Regions from separate parts of the Anas platyrhynchos genome. Here region 1 is linked to region 2. A link is a contact called in public Hi-C data. All regions are on one chromosome and are shown on one strand. Each heading gives the region's core, a stretch centred on a gene start, on an enhancer-like site or on the middle of the called end of the contact. The rest is flanking DNA. Distances are from core to core; before and after follow the strand shown. Region 1 holds the start of TNFRSF21 (TNF receptor superfamily member 21). Region 2 has its middle 21 kb from the start of ADGRF5.

Region 1 (6,478 bases), core at 1,516-4,015, 46 kb after region 2:
CTTATGGACAGCAGCGAGTCGCAGCGGGGGAAGGCTGAGCAGCCTGGAGCATCCATGCGGGTGTCGTATGGATTGGTGCTTCTGGTCCCTAAAAATAACCCGCTGCTGGGAGCGTGTGGCTGGCAGCGCTCGCAGCACCATGAGCACCAGCCGGGAGCAGGAGGATGTCTCTGCCTGGGAGGATGCCTGCTGCTCAGACCCACCACGAGCAGCACAAGAATGGAGCAGGGTCTCCTTAGCCACTGGATTCCAGTTCGTTACTCCCAGCACCAAAGCATACAGGGCAAGAAAAAAACACAGAAAAAAGGCACTGGTGCAAGATGACCCTGGTACGACCAGATACCAGCGCACCTGGGTTTGGTGCTGCTCCTCACGCCTGCAGAGCAACCCCAGCCCAACATCCACATCCCTTCCCAGCCACCCATACCCCTTCCAGCACGTGGAAGACTTCAGATGGGGAAAGGGCTGGGATGAGGGAGCCCCTGAGCTGGCAGCCGACGCAGGCATGACCCATCTTACTGCCAGCAGCCCGGTGATGCAGCCAAGCACCTACGCAGCATCGCCATCACCACTCTCTTCAGTTGCAGCCACTCATCGGATGAAGCCGATGAGCAATTTGCAGGAACAATAGTTTGTAGGGAGCTACATGCCTCCCAAGCACACGTACGTGGGATGCGGCAGGGAACGGGCCAGCTTGTGCAGGAGCAAAATCCGCTCCTCGGCCCTGAGAGGCTGCTAGTAGAGAGACAGAAAGTTGGCAAGAAAATGAGCATTTGGGTCCGAAACAGGGCGAATTTGGGTTGTGCCGCCCCACTGCTGCCAGCCCCGCGGTAGGGAGAAGAGCAACGGTAAACTTCACAGCCATACAATGCATTCAGCAAAAAATAAAAAGAATAAAGGTGACTTAAAAAAAGAATGAAATTGACTTTAAAAAAAATAGAAAAAAATCATTAAAAAAAAAAAAAACAAACAGAAAAAGCAACTAAAGGCAGCTGAACGCAGCGTATGTGATGCTGGTAGAGCGAAACCAGAGCAGAGGCACAGGACTGTAGGTGAGCAGGGACTGACAGCGCCAAGGTGATAATCCAGGAACTGTTTCCAAGTGAAAATAACAAAATTTCCTGAATTCGTTGAAATTGCAGCTAGCCCACACCCTCCGTAGCAATGCCTCAGCCCAGGTTGGGCTGCACAGCTCCCCTTCCCAAAGGTCAGCTACACTCTCTGCGGAGCACCTCTGGGAAGGCATTTGTGACACTGAAGGTGGAAAAACAAACAAACAACCCTCCCAAAACACCAGTAAATAGGTCCAGAAGTTTGATGGCAACTTTATGGAGATAAGCAGCCCATCTCCTGCCCTGCGCCCCATAGGCAGGATCAAGTTACAAACTCCAAAAAAGACACCTGGGACGAGGGTCTTGGGGAAGGAAAGCGAGATTTAGATTCTTTAAGTGCGCTGAGTTATTTTCAGCCAGTTTGGGGTTTAATGAAACTGAGAGTCCAGGGCTGGGTCGACTCAGCAATCCCACTGCCATGGCTGGGAAGGGCAACGGCGACAGGGGAAAATGCCAAAACAGCAGCACAGGCGCACGGTCCCCGCGAAGGGGAACTCAACAGCTCTTCCCACACCACACATCAGCCGAGAATCGCTGGCTGCAACGAGCCCACTAGAGGCAAACGAAGCCCCCGCAGCCCTCTGAACACCTGGGATGCACGAGCAAACAGTGATCCAGGCGGCAGCCACGAGAGCATCCCACCCACGACCTTGCCATCAAATGGGAATTCTGTCCCACGGCTCATCTGGTCGCACACCCGCACACATCCAGGTTGAGGATGCGCGTGCACGAGCAACGCTTGCCTGCACGTTTGGATCCTTACCTTCACTCTGGGAGGGGGGAGAGCACTCCGCTTGTATTTACCCACGTACTTGGACCCCTTTGATTTTTCCCTCGGGGAAAAAGAGGCCGGGGGGAATCCTGACACTGCCGACCACGCAAAGTTTTGCTTCGCGTTCCAAGGGGCGATGCCGCTCCCCGTGCAAGACTCACCCCGTTGCCGCTGCCCGGCGATTCCCCAGTCCCCGCAGCCCCGCAGCGGCTCGCTAGGACCCACCTGGAGCCCAGCAGCAGCGGCCGCGGCGCTGCTTACACAACCCAGCCGCAGCACGGACCCGCCGCCCCCAAAATCCCTCCGTCTCTCTCTCCCCAAAATGACAGCGCTTCGCCCCAAAGCGCCGCTTTGCCGCGGTCCTACGTGGGATGGCAAAACGGGGAAGCCGGGCGAGCTTGGCCTCTCTCCCAAAGCACGGGGGCAATAAAAACAACATCAAAAAATGGGATGAAGGAGGAGAGGGTTGAGAACAAACACCCCAATAAACAACCCCAACACCTCTCACGACCCCCGGGACGCGCAGGCATCCCCGCACCTTAGCACCCGCCCCCCACCTCAAATGTCCGTACCCCCCAAAAACTCACCGAGAGCAAACCGGCGAGCACTGGGCACGCCGCGGCGGGGCGGGGGGCGGCCGCCCCCATGGTGGACGGGGGGTTTGGGGTAATGGGGTGGGAAGAGGGAGGGGGGGGGGTGGCCGCAGCGAGCGGGGAGGGGGGAGCGCGGGCGCTGCCCGGCTAACGGCGCTGCTTCATGGGGCGGCGCGGGGTCGGCAGCGGCGGCTGCTGCCCGCGGCGGGGGGCGCCCATGGTGGCGGGGCCGGGGCCGAGGCCGGAGCCGGGGCCAGGGCCGGGGGGGAGCCGGGGCGGGGGCGCTGCCGCCCGCCGCGCTCCCACCTGCCTGCGGGGGCTGCCGCTGCCGCGGCGGCGGGGCGGCGCGCACGTGGGGGCGGCGCGCCGGCGGGAGAAAGAGGCGCGCGCGCGCGCGCGCCCGGGGAGGGTGGGCGGCACCGCCCTTTGTGGCGTCACCGGGAGCGCGGGGCAGGGGCGCGCCAAGGGCGCCCCCTTCCCGCGCGGCGCGGGAAAAGGAGAGCGGTGGGGGCGGGTGGGAATCTGGGGAGCAAGGGGAGTTCAGCAGGGTGGGGTTATTATTTTATTTTATTTTATTTTATTTTATTTTATTTTATTTTATTTTATTTTATTTTATTTTATTTTATTAAATTTTATTAAATTTTATTAAATTTTATATTTTCATCTTATTTTATCTCATTTTATTTTATCTCATTTTATTTTTCTTTTCTCCTGTTCTCCGATGCGGAGCACATAAGGAGTAAGGGGAGTAAGAGGGAGCAGCAAGAATCATACAGAGACACGGAATGGTTGGGGTTGGAAGGAGCCTCAAAGCCCGTCTAGTTCCAGCCCCATCCAGCTTGGCCTTGGGCGCTGCCGGGGATGGGGCACCCACAACTCCTCTGGGCAGCCTGCACCAGGGCCTTGCTGTCCTCTAAATAATAATAATAATAATAATAATAATAATAATAATAATAATAATAATAATAATAATAATAATAATAATAATAATAATAATAATAATAATAATAATAATATCTCATCTAAATCTACCCTAAAAACGGAGCTGACCCCCAAAAGAGGGTGAGCTGGAAGCCCTCACAGATGAGGGCCAGATCCTGCAGCATCCACACAGGATGGGCAGGGTGCTGGGCACAGCATCCAGCCCCAGGAAACAATGGGAAAGACCTGGATCTACCCAGGGAGTCAGGAGCGGCAGGAGATGGAGACAGAGATGAGACTCCATGGGTCCCACCAGAGCAGGGGTGGGATGACCCAGGCAGGGCTGAGGAGAGCCAGTAGGGTTTATGGGTGCCTCAGGGCACTCGACATGCGTGGGTGCATGAGATCCAAGCCTCCCATGGTTATCGATGTTGCTGGTTGCCCATGGAGGAAAACATCACATGCCTGATTCCCAGAGCCTGCAGAAACCTTGCCAACCATCACCTTCTGGGGGCATCCCGAAGGCAAGCGAAACAAGGCGGGGTTTTGGTGCCACACCAAAAACAACAGCACATGTCCCCCATAAATGATAGAAAATCTCGAAAAAGAGATAAAAAGAGATATCCTTGCTCTGCAGGAGTGTGGGCTTCATCCAAACCCTTCTGAAGTCCGCACAAAGCCTCCTTCTGACTTCAGGGAGGTTTGAATCCAGCTGAAGGCTCCTCTCCCAGCCGAAGCAGACCTTTTCTCCCTGCACTTTCCCCATTCCCAACCCTGGAAAGGAGCAACGACCTCAGGGAGCCTGGGAACGAGCCTGGAGCAGAGCTTCTCTCCCCAGCCGGGATGGCAGTGGCAGGACAGCCATTCCCAGGAGAAGACCGAGTCACGTCTGCAGGGAGAGGACCTTCCTCCACAGCTGGCCATGCTGCAGAGCCTTGCTTCGAGCTCCTCCATCCCCTGGGGCCACCAGGGCCAGGAGCAACGTGCTCATCCCAGGAAGGGAAGCCAGCTCTGTGCCCCCACACGAGTCCCCATGCAAAGCCCAGGCCACTGGGGCTGCCCAGCAAGAAACCCAGGATGCCCACGGCTGCTTGTAAATCTGAATATTTGGGGCAAATAATTGGCCATAACCCAGCTGGACTTGTGGGAGGGGGTTTTAAGTTTAAAGATGTGCAGCTTTCTGGTGAAATTCGGGGTGCGTCTGGGCTGACGGTGGCTCTGAAACCACGCCGGGTCTGCTGGCAGCATAAAAGACCTCAAATTGGGTTAGGGAAAAACAGGAAAATAATCATCGGGAGGACGGGGTGACTCAGGGGACTGGCAATAAGCTGGATCATTTTACTGCCATGGACTGCATTCTAATTAGTTATATCCGCTTTTAATTATTGGTATTTATACAGAACCTACAGGCTGTCCATGGATTATCCCAAAATACACAGGCTGCTCTGGAAATCTCTCCCCCATGCACCTTGCAGCCTTATTTGAGACAAACCCTGGTCACGCTGCCTACACGGGGTCACGAAATGCTGCAGGAGTTGCTTACTGGTGCTCTTCTTGCTGCCTCCCTGCTTTTCTGGGTCTTCAAAAGGAAAAAGGGGAAGCGGGCAGCCAAGGTTGGAGCTTCATGTGAAGGATTTCTGGCGGCGGCGGCAGCTCAGGGGGTTCCTCCTCGTCTCTTACATTCGGTTCCTTTTCCCCCTTGTGCCTTCCGTGAGTCATGCAAACGCTCCCAGTCATGGGGTGCGGGATCAAGCAGGTCAGTGACCTGGGAACTCTTAAAAAGCACAGAGCGGGGGGATTTTGAGTCACAGTCAGGGAACCTCGCTGCTCACATTCATCACAGACCCATGGGTAAGGTGGTGGCAGGAGCCATGGAGCGATGCCCACCCTCCTGGTTTGCCACCAAAAGCTATCTTCTGAAGCTGCAATGTCTCCTTCTGCTAGGAGAAGCCAGAGATGTTTGGTCATTGGAGGCTGTTTGAAGCCCTTCCCAAAATTTCATGAAATGGGAAGAATTTTTTTTATGGGGAATGTTAAAGGATACCCTACACAGCCACCACTTGCTTCATCCTGAGGAAGCCAGAAGCTTGTGGGCAGTGATTTTGCAATAAAAGAAGCCAGGCTAACGAGGCAGATATTATTTACTTAGAGACCTTTTCATGGACCATCGCTTTCACATCTCCTGTACAAAACGTATTTCTATATTTCTGCTTGCTGTTACAGGAAAACAGCCCCTGCATGGGAAAAAATCCAGTTCCAATTCATATGGAAACCACATCTACCGCTTGCACAAGCATAAATCAGGAAGTTAAACTGACACAGTCTGAGGACTTACCCCGGGTGAGAGGAAGAAGCCTCTGGGTGGGGGTTCTCACCCTTGTGGTCCTCCCTGGGATCTCCAGGGAACGGGAAGGGAAACATCGACCAAGAGCAGCTGTTCCCAGCAGGAAGATTTATATATAAAACACACGTGTGTATGTATATATGTATACGGAGGGGATTTTAGCAGGATCTGTGGCAAATGTAGGATGACCTGCAAGAAAAGTCTTTGGGGTGGTCAAGGCTCTTCGATGTGGGTCTGGTGGCCATCACCTCTGAGCTCTCCTTCCCGTGCACAAGGCCGAGCAGCGTGTTTTCACAGGTGACCTAAAGAAAGGAGAAGCTGGGCAGCAGGCAGCAGCACCAAGTGCATAAATGGGAATTTAACCTGGGGTAACATCCATGAGACACCCAGTGGGTGCTGTGGGGAGATGCTGCCGCAAACGAAGCGCAGCTGGGGCTGCTGCTCACCCCCTGGGGAGGAGGGCGCAGGGAAATCCAATCTTTTCCAGGTCAGTGGGCAGCCGTAAAGAAGCTTCCCTCCTGCCCCCAGACCAGCACGGTGATGCGAGTGCTGTGAAGCAGAGAGGAGAGGTTTGTCTCTCTTTCATTGGGCTGCCTGCACACCCAAATTGGCGTGGGTAGAACAAGCCCGGCAGCCACCTCTGTGCCTTTCAGAGCAAGATTAGCAAAGGTGTGAAAATTAGCGTTTCATTCAGGGTGTTGCAGCCCTTTGATATATACGGAATCTTGTTTTGCTG
Region 2 (6,485 bases), core at 1,503-4,002:
TGGGGATCAGGGCAGAGCAACCTGACCTGTTCCCACCTCCAGATTGCCACCACACATGTGCCTTCCCACAGCTCTTCATACCAAGAATCACTGGGAGCAAACCCAGCTAAGCAGCATGTTTTCCTGACACCAAATAGTTGCCCACACACCAAAAGAGGGCCCTGGAGGAGCCACCTGCCACCACCATCTGGTTCTGGTTGCTGCGAGCTCCCCTGAGGTCTCATGCACACACGTATTTCCCCAGTGGTGCACAGTAGGAAATGGTCTGGATATATATTTTTTATTATTGTTATTATTATTATTTTTAATTGGGATAGATGGAGCCACAAGGGAATTGCTCATTTGTTGTGCTTTTGTTTGTTTGTTTGTTTTGTTATTTTTGTTTGTTTGTTTGTTTTTGCTTTTGGTTAGCTTTGTAAAAGGCTCTTTCCTAAGTTCAAACCTATCCAAGTGTGGGAAGAGTCACTGAAGGTAAATGGAAAAGGGAGTGATGAGGAGGTAAAAAAAGGACCAAGTATGTAAAAGCAAATGCTTGGGAGCTTTTCAGGAAAAGAAGGCAGAGCGATCCTGCTAGTTTTTAACTCCTAGTGAGTTAATGACACAAGAGAGGGTTCATAATGACATTTAGATTGGAGTTGCAGAGCTTCTCAGATCCAACTCTGCACTGTCGCCACCCCACTGATGTTTAACAAAAAGGCAGTACATTATCCAATACTAACTACAAATCAGGATTGCTTCCCATCTGACTCAGGAGATGCTCCTTGCTCACTTCTTTGTCTGTGCATTGGTGAGTGACTGCCCTGAGGGGAAGGGTCCTGCCCATCCCAAGGAGCCCAGCAGCCCAGCTGCTCCTTGTCCTACAGCAGCAACCTGGCTCTGTGGCTCCAGATTTGCACCACAGGTCAAGCCAAACAATGGGTACATAAAGTTATGGAGAAGGAGAGAGGTGTGTCCGCTTATGAGGGAATAAACCAACTCTGAATGTCGTGTTCAACAGGTCAGGTCCTCAACATCAGTCTTGCTGGCTCTGAGGGTCACCCTGCTCAGTGAGACTGGTCACTGAGACTCGCTCAAAGGTGGCTGCATCTCCTCAGGTCCTATGTGGTGGTTCAGGATGCTGAAGTCACAGGTTCAGGGGCCAAGAAACATCAAACCTCGTTGAGCTTTGCCCTGCACAGATTTTTTGGTGTTGGCACTGCAGAGCCATGGTAACTGGTGGTGGCCCTGGACAGCTGCTGAGCTATTTGCCTGGAGCAGCCTGTGGATAACAGCAAGCAGAGTGGGACCTCAACAAGCTTAGGGATGGGAAGTCAAATCAGCCCTACAGAGAAGCTAAAGGTCAACCCAGCACTAGCCTGTAGGACTGGACAGGTGGCTCTGGGCAAACCTTTGTCACTTCTTTGGGTTAAGGACCAGGAGCATGGCCAACCTCATTGAGGTTTCCCTTATCATCTGAACTTTGATTCCAGAATCTTTTGTTTTCGCCTTGGAAAAGGCGTGTGCATTTCCCTCTGGCAGCCCTGTGAGATGGAGCTGATCCCACGCAGAAGCACTGAATGCCACAGAGGTGGACATGGGGACCTCATTGGGACTGGGCATGAAGCTGGACAAGGGAAGAGCTGGGCAGTTGGCTGCTGCATGGTGCTACGTATCTCCTCGTCCAGCCCTGAGTGGTGGTGTAGACCACCAGATGGGGCAATACAGGAATTTTTTGAGCTCTTGAAGTGTGCAGGTCACAGTTGGGCAACTCCCTCATACAGATGAGCAGGCAGGTGGGTGTAAAAAGCAGTGGGGGAGGTTTCTGAGGAAATGGAAATCTAATCATCCTTGGTGGCCCTCACACCTGTTACACGCTTTGGGTTCTGCAAACAAAGTCCATATCCCCAAAGGCATTTAGGCACATCATTTGAATATGGGCTCCAATTCTGAATCGGCATTGCTGTGCCCAGCTAGCTCAGTGGGTAGAGCATGAGACTCTTCATCTCACAGTCTATGGGTTTGAGCTCCCATGTTGGGTGACAAAAAGGACTGTTGTGGTTAAACCCGGCCAGCAGCTAAACACCACACAGCCGTTCGCTCACCCTCTCCCCTCCCTCTCTGGGATGGGGGAGAGAAACAGGAAAGTGAAGCCTGTGGGTTGAGATAAAGACAGTTTATTAAGACAGAAAAATAATAATAACAATAATGATGGCAATAGTACTACTACTAATAATGTGTACGAAACAAGTGATGCACAATGCAATTGCCCACCACCCACTGACCAATTGACCGATGCCCAGCCTATCCCCAAGCAGCCGACCCCCCCACCCCGGCTAGCCACCCCTATATATTGTTTAGCATGAGGTCAGATGGTATGGAATACTCCTTTGGCTATTTTGGGTCAGCTGTCCTGGCTCTGTCCCCTCCCAGCTCTTGCTGCACCCCCAGCCTCCCCGCTGGCAGGACAGAGCAAGAAGCTGAGATGTCCTTGGCTTGGTGTAAGCACTGCTCTGCAACAATTAAAACATCAGCATGTTATCAGCACTCTTCTCATCCTAATCCAAAACATAGCACCCTACCAGCTACTGGGAGGAAAATTAACTCTGTCCTAACTGAAACCAGGACACAGGCGTGTGGGGACCTGGCCTGGCTGGAAGAGAGCAAGCACAAAACCCAGGGAGTCCTGCGGGGGAGCGGCAGGCAGCAGCGGACGTTCTGCATCTCTGCCTCCTGCTCACTGAGTCACATCACCCACGCCTGGAAAATGGCCTTCATCGGGCATGTTCTTGGCATTGTGCCTCTGAACACAGCACTTTTTGTGTTCTTGCTGAGGCTCATGAGGCTGGGCTGGATGTCAGAGAGGCAGAGGATGTACTAGGGACTGGCAAGAAAATTCCAGAGGAACAGGAGGACCCTGCAGGCTGTTGGGGCCTCTAGGGAGCTGGCACTAGGTCATGGCAGAAAGACACAAGAAAATAAAATCAGAGAGGTATGGAGGTGTTACTAGACTAAAACCAGTGCACACCAAGCCTGATCCCACTTTTTCAATGTGGGATCATCATTCTTCAGTATTTTCCTTCAAGGAACAAAACAAAACAAAACAAAACAAAAAACAAAAACAAAAAAAAGAAAAACTACTGATTTTTGACCCTACTTCTATTTCCAAGCAAGTGAAAGATGCTGCATCTGATGAGAACAAACTATGGGATTTCAAGCGATTTCCAAAGATTTCATCCTGAAAATTTAGAAATGTCTTGTCCATTTAATACACTGTGTATGCTTATGCACCACATAAGGCAAAGATGGAGGAGAAAAAAAAAAAAAAAAGGCAAATAAAATAATTGTGTAATGAAACAAATGAGAAGGTCTTATCTGGAGCTACCGAGGTGAGATGATTCAATATTTTGTTGACTGTTTTTTGGTGCCTCTGCAGCAGCAATGGGAAGGCTGAGGCTGAGCGCAGTGCTTTTGCATCCCACAAAGGCTTTCGGCACCACGGGAGGGTTTTCCTTGCCCATTTTTAGGAGGAGCATTTTGAAACCCACCAGCTCTTAGTTAGGCACTGGGACGGGTTGCCCAGGGAGGTGGTGGCGTCACCGTCCCTAAGGGTGTTCAAGGAAAGGTTGGATGTGGTGCTTGGGGACATGGTTTAGTGGTGACATCGGTGGTAGGGGGATGGTTAGAGCAGATGACCTCGGAGGTCTTTTCCAACCTGAATGATTTTATGATTCGGTGATTCTTTGCAGGCTTGTTCTCTTCGGGGCTGCACTTCTGCAAATGTGAAGTTTGAGCTAGTCAAATGGCCCAGCGGCTGCCTCTGCCCCTCAGCTCTTGTTTTTCCTATTTTCTCGTTTTTTCTGCTATCTTAATTTTAGCCTCCAGAGGGCGAAAACCCTTCAAAAGACGCCGGAGCGAGCTCTAGGGAAGCTGGCGGTGATCTGCTTACAAAACCGCAGCAGAAAGACCCGCAGTGAAGAATTCCCCTCAATCGTGCGTTTTCCAGCTCATTTCTGTGCTGACGTCCGCAGCCCCCAAACTTGGGCACCGCTTCGGAGCTGGGGGCAATGGATTTGGGAAGAGAAGGGGAAAATGAGTTCCTGAGTCAGGGTTTCCTGGAAAGCTTCTGGGATGATGAAATCGGCTGGTGCCTTACGTCAGGTGGAAGTTTTCCACCAGGCTGCCCCAGGAGCCGGTTCACCAGGCAGAAACCTTCGGGTGTGATGCTGGAAATTCCTAAATCCCACCGATGTGGACTTTATATTCCTTTTTCAGCGTGATACGTGAGCGGTTTCCTTGCAAAATGCTTTGATAAGCCCCGATTCCTAGGAAATGCTGAGTGTCTGCTCTGAAAAACACGTCCTTTGCGCAAGTCTGCAAATGAACTGGAAAAATGGGAGGTGGTGGGAAAGTCAGACCATAGACAGAAAGGGGATTTCTGGCTCCCAAAGGGAAAAATATGATTGAATGATTTTGGGTTGAGTGATTGCCCGGATTCTGCCGAAATGATGCCAAGTGTCCCAGCCCAGGTGAAGTCCCTGGGTGTAGCCTCAGAGGGGATGTTTGGTGGTGGCACTTTCTCCTGCTTGGGATGCGAGGCTGCCTCACCTGGCATCACAGCTCACCATGGGCAGAACAGTGCAAATAAATAAGGGCATGGAGTGGAAGTGCCAAGCTCAGAATGAGCAAAACAGCCGGTGTTTGGTGCAAGGGCTGGTTTGGCTGCCAAACTGCTTGCTGGGGAAGGTTTGGGTGGCACGGGCTGGCCCTGCTCTCCCTGCAGGAGCCAGAACAGGAATGGGAGAGAAACCCAAGGATGGTGCCACCAGGCAGGAGCCCCAGATGGGTTGGGCTGTCCCCAGGACACCAGGGTTGGAGGCAGAGGGGTTTGAGAGGACATGGCACTACCTTTTCTCATACATTTTTCTGGGGTATCTGCTCCTGCTGAGTGCCAAGCAGGGCAGCGGGTGGCAGGGACACCCAGGTGACCGCGGGTGGGGGTGGCTTGTGCCAGCGAAGGAGATGTCTTTATGCTGATTCAGTTTGAGAAACGCACAGAATTAGAGCCCTTGCATCCATCCGTGTACCTCGTGCCAGGCTAAGGAGCCTTTCTTCTGCCTCAGCTGCCTCTGGCATCCGATAAATCCTGACCTGTTTTTTGCACAGTCCAGCATTAACAGCACAGATGGAGCAACTTTACTGGAATATGCATGGCTTTTAGTCAAGGAATAAATTACATTGGTTCACAGATGCTTTCTCCTAGGGCTAGGATAGGCAGAAATATATCTTACAAAAAAGACCTCCTTCTGTCCTGCCTTCTTTCCTATCCCAAATAACCGTCCTGGCCAAACGCTCGTGCAGGTCTGGCTTGGGCTTGCCAAAGGGTTTTTAAAAGCTCTGTCTTTCAACTTGTCTGCATCTGACATGGAAACAGCTAAGCAGGAGCACCACAAAGTTTCTGTCTGTTTTTTCACAGCCACTTTTCAGCTTATTTCTGTGCTTTGAAGTGGTTTGTACTGAAGAAAAACGAGTGACAAATATCAGAGAGAAGCAACAAGAGCCTTGTCAGAGCAAACTCACCTTCACAGCATTTCCCAAAAGCTTTAGCTTTTTCTTCGTTTCATGTGAACGTTCAACTTGCTCGTTTTGTTTCTTTTTTTTTTTTTTTTTTCTTTCCTCTCTCTCTCCTCTTTCATAGGAAAAGTAAAGCAGACAAGGTTTGAAAGCAGAGAACATGATGAGTGCTTCAGAGAGTTTTGCTTGTGAGGCTTGTCAGGTCCTTCATCTGGAGCTGCTCGGCTTGACAGCCTGCAAACTCAAATTTGCTTAACCAAAGCCCTGAAAACATGATATTCTGCTTAAACTGCTCTAACCCTTTAAACTACTCTAACCCTTTAGAGCTGTGTAAGCTGCTTAAGGTTCAGCGACAGTTCGGATCAATTCAGATGCTAAAGTGTTGCAGAGTAGCCGAACACTGTAAACTCCCCTGGCTTTGAAATGATCTCCAAATTGAAAATGTTTCAACTGGTAGCATTTAAATATTCATTGCTCTAAATCTAAGAAACTTGTTTCTAAATAGGATTGAATTATGAGTTTCAAAGAGATTTGCAGCATAAAGCCACATTTGCAGGTTGCCTGAGTAGCAGTTTTAAAGTTATTAACTTCTGCTGTTAGGAAATTCCTCCTTAAGTGGCATCTTTAACAAAAGCTTCACGAAATTGCCTGTACTGATCAAACAATACAGATGCAATTATTTTGTCTTGAACTTTAAAGCTCACTGACATCTACAAAATCAGATGTATTGTGTCTCCCTGACTCCCAGTACCCAAGAAACATATGATGAGTATGTCTCGATGTCTTGTGCTCGTTTGCTCAGGTTCATTAACCCTGTGGTGATGGGGACGTGCAATTACACACCCGGGCAGGCACAAACTCCCTGCAAAGCCAAGTCATGGCTGAGCCCAGATGCAGGGGGGCTGGTTTTAAGCCAGAAGCACCACTTGGTCCTC

Evidence for each region. A called contact is a pair of places that touch in the nucleus more often than the background predicts.
Region 1: a contact with region 2 is called in a Hi-C map of F1 follicle, with 3 times the contacts expected there. The contact joins the promoter of TNFRSF21 here to the enhancer-like site in region 2. A contact is called at or near these places in 4 of 8 Hi-C or Micro-C datasets (F1 follicle, liver, skeletal muscle and 1 more).

Annotation. Positions count from the first base shown.
Region 1 is chr3:115,817,446-115,823,923 of IASCAAS_PekinDuck_T2T, forward strand. TNFRSF21 (TNF receptor superfamily member 21) reads right to left here and starts at 2,766. Exons shown (of 7, transcript XM_038176656.2): 1 at 2,472-2,766. The coding sequence starts at 2,531.
Region 2 is chr3:115,771,194-115,777,678 of IASCAAS_PekinDuck_T2T, forward strand. No RefSeq gene overlaps it. Among named protein-coding and RNA genes, the nearest start is that of ADGRF5, 21 kb to the left of the region's middle. Within about 2 kb of position 2,753, at least 5 of the 8 cell types and tissues checked have an H3K27ac peak or open chromatin away from gene starts, as enhancers often do. A contact at or near this core is called in F1 follicle, where this site is marked.